Linked DNA regions of Mus musculus: region 2 is linked to region 1. The links are chromatin contacts, called in public HiChIP or PLAC-seq maps. All regions are on one chromosome and are shown on one strand. Each heading gives the region's core, a stretch centred on a gene start, on an enhancer-like site or on the middle of the called end of the contact. The rest is flanking DNA. Distances are from core to core; before and after follow the strand shown. Region 1 holds the start of Gm40153 (a long non-coding RNA gene). Region 2 has its middle 35 kb from the start of Gm6135.

What was found. HiChIP or PLAC-seq counts read pairs in DNA pulled down with a chosen protein or histone mark.
Region 2: a contact with region 1 is called in an H3K27ac HiChIP or PLAC-seq map of bone marrow-derived dendritic cells, with 2.8 times the contacts expected there. The contact joins two enhancer-like sites. A contact is called at or near these places in 8 of 484 Hi-C or Micro-C datasets (Th1 cells, bone marrow-derived dendritic cells, bone marrow-derived macrophages and 5 more) and 1 of 115 datasets of contacts at active chromatin or transcription factors (bone marrow-derived dendritic cells).

What each region holds. Positions count from the first base shown.
Region 1 is chr3:133,658,643-133,665,041 of GRCm38.p6, reverse strand. Gm40153 (a long non-coding RNA gene) reads left to right here and starts at 1,633. Exons shown (of 3, transcript XR_867648.2): 1 at 1,633-1,846. Within about 2 kb of position 5,046, at least 30 of the 459 cell types and tissues checked have an H3K27ac peak or open chromatin away from gene starts, as enhancers often do. A contact at or near this core is called in bone marrow-derived dendritic cells, bone marrow-derived macrophages and granulocyte-monocyte progenitors, where this site is marked.
Region 2 is chr3:133,753,116-133,759,701 of GRCm38.p6, reverse strand. No RefSeq gene overlaps it. Among named protein-coding and RNA genes, the nearest start is that of Gm6135, 35 kb to the left of the region's middle. Within about 2 kb of position 4,686, at least 108 of the 459 cell types and tissues checked have an H3K27ac peak or open chromatin away from gene starts, as enhancers often do. A contact at or near this core is called in bone marrow-derived dendritic cells, bone marrow-derived macrophages and granulocyte-monocyte progenitors, where this site is marked.

The DNA of each region.
Region 1 (6,399 bases), core at 3,797-6,296:
GGGTTTCGAGCACCTCCTCCCTCTCTCAGGGTCTCCAGTAAGGTAAGTGCACCCAGCTATCTATCTCAGCTAAAATCTAGGAGCTGACAAAGGTGTTTACATCCTGTCATTACAAGATCCAAAGTTGAGTTAGAATCCTCCTCTTATGCTGTTTCTTCTTTATGGGATGCAGAGATGTGTAATTTCTTACTATGGTAGCCATAGTTGGCTTTGAAGTCATTTCCTCATATAAACTTTGTATTTTTCTTAAAATCTTAATTTTTTTTCAAGTTTCAAAAGAGGCAGGTATGATGCAAAACTTTAATCTCAGCACTCAGAAGGCAGAGGCAGGAGGATCTTTGTGAGCTGCAGGCCACAGAGTGATATCTAGATAGTGAATGGCCTGGGCTATGTGGAGAGAACTCTAACTCAAATAATTCTAAAAACTTAATTGTGTTAGGCTCACTTTATGGATATAAGAGGGAATAAATGAGTAAAGTACCAGAACACCATGAATAAAATATAATTTTCACTCCCTTTCTTAAATGTGAAATAATGTGTGTGTGTGTGTGTGTGTGTGTGTGTGTGTGTGTATGCGCGCGTGCATGCACGTGCATGCATACGTGTATGATTTATAGGGCTAGTTTTATTGGTTACTATTTTTACAAAAGAAAAAAACATATCTTCTTTATACTACAACTGGTCAAAGTGCAGAAATTAACTGTCTGTGAAGTACTCAACCATAGACATGCCCTCAAGGCTCAGGGACCATCATGGAAGAGGGGCAGAGAGATTGTAAGAGCCATATTTCTACACAGGACACGACTACCATCACAAACTCAGGCAGCCGTTGGTACCTTCACAAAACCTGCATGTAATCAGGACAGCCAACATTCCAGCCTGGAGGGCAGAGAGGCTCATGAATGACCATACCTAGCTGAGGAACTACAGAGAGCTGATGAGTTCTGGAGGAGCAAGAGTCAGTTTCCTTTAAGAGTCTGGACCCCAGTAGGTTGACCTACTCAAGCCCACAGGTCCACATCCAAGAGTATATAAGCAGCCCAAATTGGACTCAGTACATTATAAAAATAAATAAATAAAACCTTTTTCAAAGGACACAAAGTTGGGAAAGAATTGAGAAATGAGGGGTAGATTTGGGAGAAGTTAGGTACAAAATTGAGGGTGAATGTAATCATGGTGTCCACGTATGAAATTCTCAAAGAGTTAACAAAAATATATTGTAATAAAAAAGTAAATTGAAAAAAAAAAAGTAAATTGGTTGGACACGAAAGTTCACGTCTATCCCAGTGATACAGTCTGGTGACTTACGAGTTACGTTTCATTTGGCTTGTGACTTTTGCTCTTGTGGTAATTATCAGGTACTAATTATCGCACATGCTTACTGCCTGTGATTCCCTTTAGCACTGATAGGGCAGCTTCTGGTTGTCCTGTCCACAGTGGTAATCTACCTAAATGTTGGAGGTTGGCCTTGGCATTATATATTCAGATGTTTTCTATGCCTAGAGATCTGTTTACAGTAAGGACACTACCATTGTCATGGTTACTGAACCATACTGTATCTGTGTTGTGTAAAGAATGCCCCCCAATTATCTCTGATTGGCTAATAAAGAGCTCATCAGCCTATGACTTGTCAGAGGAGATAGGAAGGCTGAACTTCCAGTCTTAGCCAGGGGTCCCATGGAGAGGGAAGTAGAGGAAGGCCATGAGGAAAAGAGAAAAGATGTTAGCGATGTTAGCGATACCACGTGAAGAGACCAGAGGAGGCTATGAGGCAGTGGGGGAATTCTGATGAGCAGGCTGCCAGGGGATTCACCATAAGGACACACTTGGAGCAAAGCAAGCCAAGGTGAGACTCAGATTGAAGGTAAAGGACCATGTGGCTGAAAAATAGACAGCTTAAGTGGTTACAAAAGATGAATTTCTGCCCAGTCACAGGGCTTAAAGCTTCTTAATAAACTTAATAGGTCTTTGTACCAATTATTTGGGACAAATAAGTAGGAACAGATAAGGTTTTCATGCACAAATTACAGATGACACCTAAAGAGAGATTCAATGTCAAATATAGTATATTTTCTTTCTTCCCTCCCTTCCTTCCTCCCTCCCTCCCTTCCCTCCCTCCCTCCCTCCGTCCATCCATCCCTCCCTCCCTCCCTCCCTTCCCTCCCTCCCTCCCTCCCTCACTCACTCCCTCCCTCACTCACTCCCTCACTCCCTCACTCCCTCACTCCCTCACTCCCTTCCTTTCTCCCTTCCTTCCTACAGGATCTCACTCACTAAATAGGCCAGACTGGCCTTGAACTCATAGGTAATCCTCTTGCCTCAGCAATGGAAGTGTCAGGATTATAGGAATAAACCACCACACAGAAAATACCAGTTTCCTGAAGAACGCTCAGATGGTTACAATAACAACTGAAGTAGTGCATTGTTAAAGTAAGAGTTGAAATTTATTGAGGTTGTGTTGTGAGCCAGTGCAAGATTGAGAACTGTGTGCTTATTGCAACATCTCTCACCACTCGGAAAGTGATGATGGGGCTCTCCCTGCCCGATCTGACAAATGAGGGAATACAGTCACCTGTAGCACCTAATCCCCTCACCTTCCCAGGAAGCATGACTACCAAGCAAAGGGTCCTGGAAATTCATCTGTTTGATTTCATACTCATCATGACTTTGAAACTAAGAGATAACCTTAAGAAAACATGGACAAATCCTCAAAATACTGTAAAGTGTGCAGTCTGATACCTTGAATTGTCTTCATGTTTCCGTAAGAAATTTAAATGAAGCAAAGGGAGGTCACAGAACACTTCTCACCTGCAGCCTCCTATTCTCCAGAGTGACCAGTAGGAAGGAATATTAACTAATAAACTCTTTGTAGTTAAGAGGAGCATAAATTATTTCTTTTGGAAATAGTGTTTTAAATTACTGGACAATAGGCAGGAAACTAGTGTTAATGTTTTAGTCACAGTGAACACAATTTTGAAAACCAAGTTTGCTCTGTAAGCTTGAATTGAATTTATTTATTTTTTTATATTTTGCTCTCATGTTGAGGCAGCTGTGATGAGATATATGATTGTGAATGTTACATAAATAGAAGCCCCATGTTCGTCCTGAGATGAATCACATGGAGACTAGTTTGTTTTCTTGAGAGTGGGGATAGAAGTCTGGGCTGCCTTGGCATCCTTTCTTATAAACAAGCAATGGTCCTAGGATTGCTTTATTTAAAAGCAGATAGGGTTATGTGAAGCCAGGCTGAGACTTTTTGCACGTGAGGAAATGAGGCCTTGAGAATATTTAAAAGAGGGACTGTGTTCTGCATCTATGTGGTGTGTAGTAAAAGTGGCCTGCACACACACACACACACACACACACACACAAAGCATTGAGACAGTAAATCCAATGCCTGGCCTTTTAAAGATCTGCTCCTGCGGCTGGCCCCTGGATGTCTAGGAACTTTCATTTGAAGAGCTTTCCATCATTGCCAGAGTTAGTAAGTGTCTCCCCCTGTGTCTCGCCTATGTACAGTGTGGTTTTATCCTCCACATCTGCTTTCCTCCTGGGAGTCTGGAATCCAGATGTGAGGCAGAGAGGAATTGCATAATCAAACACTAGATTAAAACCAAAAAGCCTGGGAGCTGTCTTTCTAATGAGCTGCCCTGGTTGATCACAGAACCAGAAGACGCCTGGCAGACCCATTGCTAAGGGACATACTCATATTGTGAGCAATTCCTCCAGGAGAGGACATTTGAAAGCTTCGCCAACTTCTCCCAAACATGGCCCTATGAGCCCTCTCCCTTCACTGTTGTGTTTGCTGCTCTTCGGTGCAACAACCCAGGGCCATGAGTACAGCTACAGAATCCTTTAAGTCAAATGTAGCAAGACACAGTGGTCCACACCTGTAATATAAGCACTTGGAGGACAGAAAGAAGTTATCACAGTATATGATCAAGGCCAGCCTGAGCAACATAGTGAGTTCCAGGTCAGCCAGTGTTACATAGTGACGCTCTGTTTCAAATAAAAATGGCAGACTTGGAGAGGCTGGAAAGATTGCTCGGTTAGTAAAGTTCCTGTGGGGCAAGCATAAAGACTTGACTTTCCATCCCCGGTGCCCATATGAAAAGCTAGGTGTGGTGCTACCCATCCTATAGAACTAGCACTGAGGACACAAGACAGGCAGATCCCTGGAACCTGCTGGCCGATTCATTTCATATCTATTGTGTTTTTAATTGTTGTCTTTATTAGGCAGGCTTCTCTAAAAGAGCAGAACTAATTCGATGAGTATTTATAATAAAGGGAGATTCATTAGATTTCAGGATAAGGGATAGATAGCCTAGCAATGGTCATATGCATCCTAGAAAGAATGACAACCCAGTAGCTGTTCAGCCCACAATGCTGAAACCCTCAGTAGTTTGAATCTGATGCTGAAGGTTGACAAAATTTTTAGAGAGTTGCCGTTCTTCAGTCCACTCTGGAAGACTGGACAATCTGCAATCTGTTGTCAGCCACAGTAGCAACAGTATAGCTACACTCAGTGGCAAGAAATAAAGGCAGGCAGGCCAGCAAGCAGCACAGTGTTTCCCTTGGACATCTTGCTATGTGTGTTGCCACTCGCAGGTGCCCAACCACTCTGAGGAATGCCCCAGCCACACAGAAGAATGTTATGTAGACAGCAGAGGGTATGGAGTTCTCTCCCTGTGTGGCTACTCATACAACTGGAGAGGTGCTCCTGATGGATAACAGTGGTTCCTTGGGCTCAGGCTCCCCTGAGCTAAAGGTCCTGGTTGTGTGAAATCAAAAACCTCTGGCACTACCAGCACCAACAATGATGAAATATCTGAAATTCTTGTTTCCTGGCAAGGTGATAGTACAGATCCAAACTCAGTGTGGGTAAACGAGGTTATAAGAAGCACAATAACCACTTCGTGGTATTTACGCTTGCATAATCAGAGAACAAGAACTTTGTGGGGTGGCCAGCAACAGGAACCATGTATGTAGACTGAGTGGAAGAACTGTGGCGTTCCTCTCTACTGATACTAGGGGAAATCCTGCCTGAGCGTGAGCCTCCCAGAGCTATGTCACTGAGCAGACCCAGGGCATATGTCTAGTTCCCATGCAGGAACAGAATACAGCTGACCCTAGTTCCTTTTTTTTTTTTTTTTCTGGGGCCCTGCTGTGGCTATTAGCACCCTGGGCAAGGGCATAGCCGGAGCCCCAACGTTACTCAAGGTTCTCCCAATCCATCCCTTGACCAAATCACAGGAGCAGAACCTTGTCACTCCCTCCTCGCCTTAGCAAGAGGTGCTTGGGGTATGAGTGGCAGAGGGAAAGTGGGAGCCATGAGGGTATTTTCTTCCAGCTCCATCACTGGCAGAAAACAAGTGGCTAAGCCATTTTCCTGCTCTTCTGATTCCTTCATATGATGCCCTCTGCTTTCTTCCATGTTGCGATACCCCTGCCCTATAGTGCAAGGCACCCAGCAGATTCGAGTCAGAGTCTTTCGGCTGAGCCACAGTGGCATCACCAGCAGCTACAGGCTGACCCAGTGCATTGGTCTGTAGAATCTAAAACCTGGGGACTTCTATGGGTTTCTGACACATGGGACGGCCGAAGGTCAGACAGGTGCTTATGTCTTAAAGTGACTCCTGGCTACAACACATTGTGGGTGTTTACCGGGAAGTAACATTTGCTCCTTCCCCATAGCCAGTCCACCATGCAGATGCCAGGCTACTCATCCAAGAGGGCTGCCACCCAGTGAGGGCTGTGAGACTTTCCAGAAGTCAGGATTGACCAAATGCTTGCTATTAAATTCTTGCAAGAACTCTTTCACCTTTCTTCCTACAAAAGAGAGAGCCCTTCCCCAGTGTGGAACTCCGAGGACCACCATACTGAGGTGGTTCTTTTTTTTTTTTTTTTCTTACCAAGTCTCAAACTGTCCCTTATTTCTAAGTTTTACAAGGCTCTGATCTCTGGCCTGCCCTTCAGTAATTGCCATGACCACGCACCACCAAATGCAGCTCTATACTGAGTTCTTCTGTACAAGAGAGGAGATGAATATCCACTGCTTTTTTTTTCAGTCATCGTGAGACATTTAAACTCATTAACTACCATGTTCTTCCTTAGCTCAAGTAACATTAAAACAAAAGATGGGGAAGAGGGATGGAGAGCTGGCTCAGTGGTTAAGAACACTGACTAATCTTCCAGAGGTCCTGCGTTCAATTCTCAGCAACCACATGGTGGCTCACAACCATCTGTAATGAGATCTGATGCCCTCTTCTGGTGTGTATGAAGACAGCTACAGGGTACCCATATAAATAGATAGATAGACAGACAGATAGATAGATAGATAGATAGATAGATAGATAGATAGATAGATAGATGATAGATAGATAGATAGATAGATAGATA
Region 2 (6,586 bases), core at 3,437-5,936, 95 kb before region 1:
AACATCTTTTCTCTTTTGTTTCTCAGATGTCACCAGTTCCACTGAACATGAGACTCTCACCTCCCTCCAGCTTGAGCCTTCAGCTTCTCTCTGTGTTCTGTGAGCCAGCCTCAGAAAAGCCAGTTCTACTGCTCTCCCAGACAGTCCTGGCCTGTGATGTCACATGCTGCAAATCTGGAATGTTATTATATTACATTATGTTAAATATGACTTTAACATTCATTTACTAACTAGCAAACACAGTCCTTAAACTGACTCTCCAAGACAAAGTCACTCTAGGGTATGGACTTCCTGTCCAAATCTTTCATATAGAGATCCTGTCCATATAACACACAATTTGGTTAAAATGTACTAATGATCATGGACTCATGTGACTTACATATTAAGACTGAAAGCCATGGCTAGAGAAGGACTGCTCTATTTGTGCCCTGCCCATTTGGAACAGGTAGAGTCTATTATGCCCAAGAAACAGCTCCCAGATCCAGTGCATATCTTTAGTATATTTAGGGGTTTTGGTTTGCTTTTGATTTTGTACTCATAAGACTTTTTTTTCTCTAATTATTACTTTTACTTTTCACACCCAAAACTTGTTGCTGGTGTCTGACCTAGTGTGAGTTAAGAAAACTATGATATTTTTCTTATTTTTCTTACTGACATGAGGGAGGAAGAAGAAGAGGAGGAAGAGGAGGAGGAAGATAAGGAAGAGGAGAAGCAAAACAAACAAAACCAAAACCAAGTTCAATTGTGTTGCCAGTATACTCACTGGAGCATGATAAAACTCCCAATGGTCAGCCCCTTAAAGAAAACTGTGTCCTTCCCTACCCAGATCCCAGCCAGAAGCCATCAATGTGGAGAGCTCTGCTTTAGCATCGTTATCACATTTTTTTTAAAGAGTTCTCTTTGATGTCCCTCTTTCACAACTGTGGGTCTGCAGTCACCAATGTCACTGCAAAAGTAGCTTCCTAGTTTTTCAGTCTTGATTCTGGCACTTCATCAGCAACTACAGCCTAAAGTTATTTTTCAAGAGAACTATGTGGGTGGCACGGCTGACTAACAGTGAAAGTCCTCTTAGTCCCTTCTCTGGAGTATTCACCCTCTGACTGCTATGGGTGTGTTTTTCCTCCGACAACACAGACCTCCCCTTGGATGACAGCTGAGGAGCGATCTGACTTCACTTCTCACACCAATTGACTCACTAATGACTGTGACTGCAGCTGATGATGGCCCGGAGGTCAGGCTGACCTGTGCTTTGGTCTGTAAATCTCTTATGATAATGCTATCTTCCAGAACTACATGCAGGGTGGCAGAAAGGTGTCTGGAAGAACATCAGATGCAGTCTGAGTTCTCCAGGAGGCTGGTTGTTTTCTAACACCCGCTCTGAACTATGGGAGTGGGAACACTGTATATTTTAAATGCGTCTGTTGTACAACTGCTGAGTTCAGAGTACTCTTCGCAAGGGCTGGGTAATCACGCAGATGGTGTGCTTCGCGACCAAAACCACTCGCTGTAGATGCCACATTCTGAGAGAACATGTAAACACTTGGCATAGTTGGGGGAGTTTCAGAGGTGTTAGATTCATTTAGAAAGTTACAGCTTTCTCGGTGACAGCTTCTCATTCGAGGCTAGCAGGATTAATTCTTGCTTCCTTATTTTTATTCTTGACATTCCAGAAATTGCCACACAACTTCCTGATCTAACTTGAGTTGAGAGTTGTGTTTTTCCTGTTCTCCCCTAGCTTAAGAGGGGTGGGGGCGGGGGCTGCTATACCAACAAGGAGTGCAGAAGCAGAAGGACTGAGTGACCAGGGGTAGCTTGCATTACCTCATGTGTGCAGCGGAGTTGCCAGGTCTGTGTTTGTGTGCCTTCCCCACAGTTTTGTTAATGCCAGCAGCGGCTCTCAGCATTTATAGTCTCATCCCAAACTTACTATAGAAGTAATAAGAACTAAACATATTTCCTTTAAATTTTCACTTATTTGTTAAATAGATTAATTAAGGACTTGCTCAGTATAAAATATAATCATTCTCTAGGTCATTATGCAGAATTTAAGCCTCCTAGCAGGAGCTAAGTAATAAAGGTGTGAAAGGGGTCTGGCCAAAAATGTCTAGAAGAGACAATTACAAAGACAAGACATGGCAAGGTGTCTGGAATAACTGATGGACGGCCCAGAAAAGATGTGGCCAGAGAGGAGCCAGTTGAACAGAGCAACATGGAGCTTGATAGCGAGGAGAGATTAAAATGACACAGTCACCCTCCTGCATAAGCCCACATTCTAGACAGTATAATGCACCATCACATAGGAAAATAACCAAAAAGAGACCGAAGCAGTACTGTCATGGGAATATAGAGGACTGTGGGAACAGTTTTATGAGTATGTAACTGCAGGTTTTATGGAAAAAACAGCATTTACATTGGGTTTTTACAGAATGCCTAAAAGTGTAGCAACCTAGGGGAAATGGGAACGAAAGAGATAAGCCAAAGATCCCCCATCTTCATTCCTTCTAAGTTTATAACATACAGAACAACCACTGGCCCACATAGATCTGAATGAATGAATGAATGAATGAATGAATGAATGAATGAAGAGGTCATTTGGTTAGCACCATAGAATTAAGCGTCTAGAGTATGCCTTACACCTGAAGCACAATTCTCCAGATTATATTGTGAGGAAAAAGCACAGTTAGGGTTTGTAATCAAACGGAAACAGGGACATTAGAAGGCAAAATCTCAGGGAGTGACCCTACAAAGTCAAAACAGACAGAGTGGAAACAGTGGAGGACATCGGAGCCTGACACTGAGGAAAGTTCGTGCGGGCTTCATCACGGCCCTCTGGCTCACTTCTGTAATGATTCTCCCCACTTTTCTATGGAAAATCTAGGAAGAACGTGAAATAAGAGCATCAAAGAGCTGACACAACAATATCAGCCCTACTTGTGCCTTCTTTAATGTATTTGTTTTAATATGTAAAACAAAGCAAAACAAAACAAAACAAAAAAACTGGGCTTTGTTCTCCCCCGCACCCCCTTGGTGTATATATAGAAAAAAATACTAAGAAAAATAATGTCGTTAGAACTAATTCTCACCTGATTTGGTATAATTTTCTAAAATATCAAGAAGTCAAGGAAACTTCCAGAAGCAAATAATGTGTGATGGTTGTTTTCTGTTAGCGCACTAGCAGCTGCCTAAAGAGTAAAGCCACTAGTTAAATCTTTTAACATGGGTGTTGGAGGCGGACAACACAGTGCCTGGGTCCCTGCTACGCTCACTCTTCACCATGGCTGTCTCTTCTTCGTGCTCGTAGTGTGCAAAAGCATGACGCGTATGTGACTCTCCATTTGGCCAGAGAAATAAACTGTTTCCAGAGTTTACTGCACTCTGTGGGCGTACCCTACTCTTCACTGATTGAAGAGAACCTGCATTCCCCATCCTTTAGGAGACACTCTCACTTCACCTTCTCCACAAACCTTTTCCTCAGTCCCTAAGTGCTTCACAAGTCTCTGTGCCCGATTGTGTATCCTTGGGGGATGCCTCATAGACATGAACAAGAAGTACTACACAGGCCACGTGCAGCCACAGTTTTGGCTTTTCTCGTGCTCTGTAGCAGGCAGCCCATGGACCAGATACACCAAATCCACTTCCCATCATTTCGATTGCATTGGCACATAGATGTGATGATTTGTTTACATGCTGTTTCTGGATACTTTCTGTCTAGCTCAGGCAGAGACCATGGCGCATGCAAAGCCTAAACTATGTTACCACCTGATCCTCTGTGGAGAAAACTGTCACCTCTGGATCCATGTGTGTTTCAGTTTCCTGATGATGATGCCCTTGCATTTGTTTCACATGGACAAGACAGTCAGGAAGTCACAGGACTCACAAGGGTAAGGAACGCTGGCAGAGAAAGTGACATTAAGGTGGTGGTGTTTCTGAGCTACTTATTGAATGAATCCAAAAATAACTAAGGAGTTTTGTAAAGCAAACTGCCCTAGTACATAAAATATGGATTCAGGGTCTACTTCCTGTTTTCTGGATACCCTGTGCCTCAGCTCCTTTCTCTATAAAATAAAAATGACAGGATTTAATGAAACATGCCAAGAATATTATTTGGCCCATAGTAACTCCTCAAGAAGTACTATCTATTAACAAAGTGGAGAAAGAGACTCCGTTTAACTATGTTGTTTTCATCTTCCTTTTTTTTTTTTTTTTTTTTTTTTGGTTTTGTTTTTTTTGTTTTTTTTTTTGGTTTTGTTTTGTTTTGTTTTGTTTTTATGGCATACTTTTGGACCTATTCTATAAAAAGGGATCAGTTTCTACCTTTTTCTGCCAACTCCAAACCATGCCTGGCATAAAAGATGATCAGAGGTAGGTGTCGCAGGCTATCCAAGGACAGAACTGCTGTCAGGGAGGTTGAAAACACCCTGGAGTCAGGGAGACATAAAAGTCATAAGCCAGTCAGTAGAACCCTGTTGAGCTCCCTCTTCCCCTGATGAAAGGCAAAGGAGCTCTGTGGAACTGTCAACTGAGGAAGTGGTGAGCAATGAGCAGATCCTGCAATTTGCACACTAATTCTCCCTCGTGCCACCTGGGGGCTTCCTGCTGGCAGAAGCACAGAAGATAGGAGAGTGGTGCGGGTCCAGCCAGCAGCCAGCCATGCCTCTATTCTTCCCTTGCTGAGCAATACCAGCAGCCCAGCTTGTCTCCATTCACTGTTCAGTGAGCAGTTGGCAGGCTTCCCCCAGAGCGTGGGCAGGCCTGAGCAGAAGGAAGACAATGAGAGGAATTTTAAAAGCCTTCCACCTTTTTGCACTTTCTTCGCAGTTTCTCTCAGGAGAAGTTGACTCAGCAGGTGCCCCTTTCTACCTTTTTCCTCAGCCTTGCCACTCCCCACTTGAAGGACCAGTCCACAGTGTGGTAATCAAGGTTCTCCCTGAAATACAGAGATGAGACCGGGGCTGTGTGGGGTCCAGCAACTGCTCTCACTACACTTATCATTATTCAAAAGCTTTTCCTGCCTCTTAAAGGTGAAACACACATCACTGAAGCATAAATGTGGCTCTGAGTAACAGTTTCACTCGCACATTCTCCGCTTCTAGAAGTAACCAGTAACCGGCTCCAAAGATGCACCAGGGAAAGTAGGAAAGGAGCCTCCTGTTAGCTGGCATCATTCCAGCCAGAGACCAAGTCTTCACTGGGACAAAAGCAGAACTATACGGACAGACAGCTTCCTCTCTGCTGCAAGCATACACTCCCCCCGCCCCGACCCCCACCTCCCCCGCACAGCCTCTGGACTGCCAAATGGGTGATGCTGCTGCTTGCACCCCTCCACACGCATTCCATAAGCTAAGGCTGATTTTAAGATCATTAGAAAAGGAAAGAATGTTGCACTCTTCTCAGTTTCTCTGGGGTCACAGTGTAATTGTGCAGCAGGAGAAACTGGGCCCCAGAGATGGCGTGACAGTCACTTCTCATTACCTCCCACTTGGTTCATTACGTCTGTAGACAGCAATTGCCAGCGTGTGGGTACTTCCATTATAGGGAAGGTTGTAATGTGCTCTAGACTCTGCACGGTTTCCAAATGGGGAGAAGGCTATTTATTCCAGGCACATACCTATCTTATTTCCACAGGAATGGAAAGTGACATAAGGGATAGATTAGTGGTAATCAATATGGGAGAATCAGGGAGCAGGAGTGCTTGCACCAGTGAAATATTTATGTGTGTGCATCCTTCTAACTCATAAGGCTTCATACAGAAGACAGAATTCTCACAAACCTGCCCAATTTGGCTTTAGCAAGTAGCTTTGTTCAGATACACTATATATTGGCTTCTTTGTATCATACTTTGGATTGCGTGTGTGTGTGTGTGTGTGTGTGTGTGCGCGCGCGCACACACACACACACACACACACACACACACACACACACACACGAGACACCAAGGAACCTTTCTCTTTGCAGTTTTGCACACCAGGAATTATGACACACAGGAATACTATTTCTTCTTTCTTCCTCAGGGATGTGGAAAGCTTAGTTACATTATTAGCTAAAGGGAAGTTAATAAGAGAGAAAACAGAATTGTCGGGAGCTAAAATAAGAATTAGCTATTATAGGCTTTTCCTTTAAAGATAAAGCAAAGAACGTCTTTGCCAAAAGAAAGAACCTGAAGAGCTGCCCATGGTAGAATGTTTGAGATGATGTCTACCGCGCCGCACTCCTGGAAACTCCAAATGACATCAGCCTTTTAATTACTGTCACCAAATCAATCTTACTTCGTGCTACTTTAATTAACTAACAGAGCACTTTCTTACAAACTTCTTGTGAAACCTTGGCACCAGCGTAAGAAAGTCCTGTTTGACTACACCTCACCTCTTCAGAAGGTTTCACAATATTCCTCACTCCTTAACTCTGGCATGCATTAAAGCCACCAGGGCATCTACTCCTTAGCAACCATCAGAAGCCAACTAGAGCTTAGCCATCAGATTTCTTGATAAGTACTTCTAGTGGAGGAAGCTCATGTGTCACACAGGGAAGCACACTAACCCACACATTGAGATGTCTGTCCGAATTCACCAGAGGCTGAAGCACACAG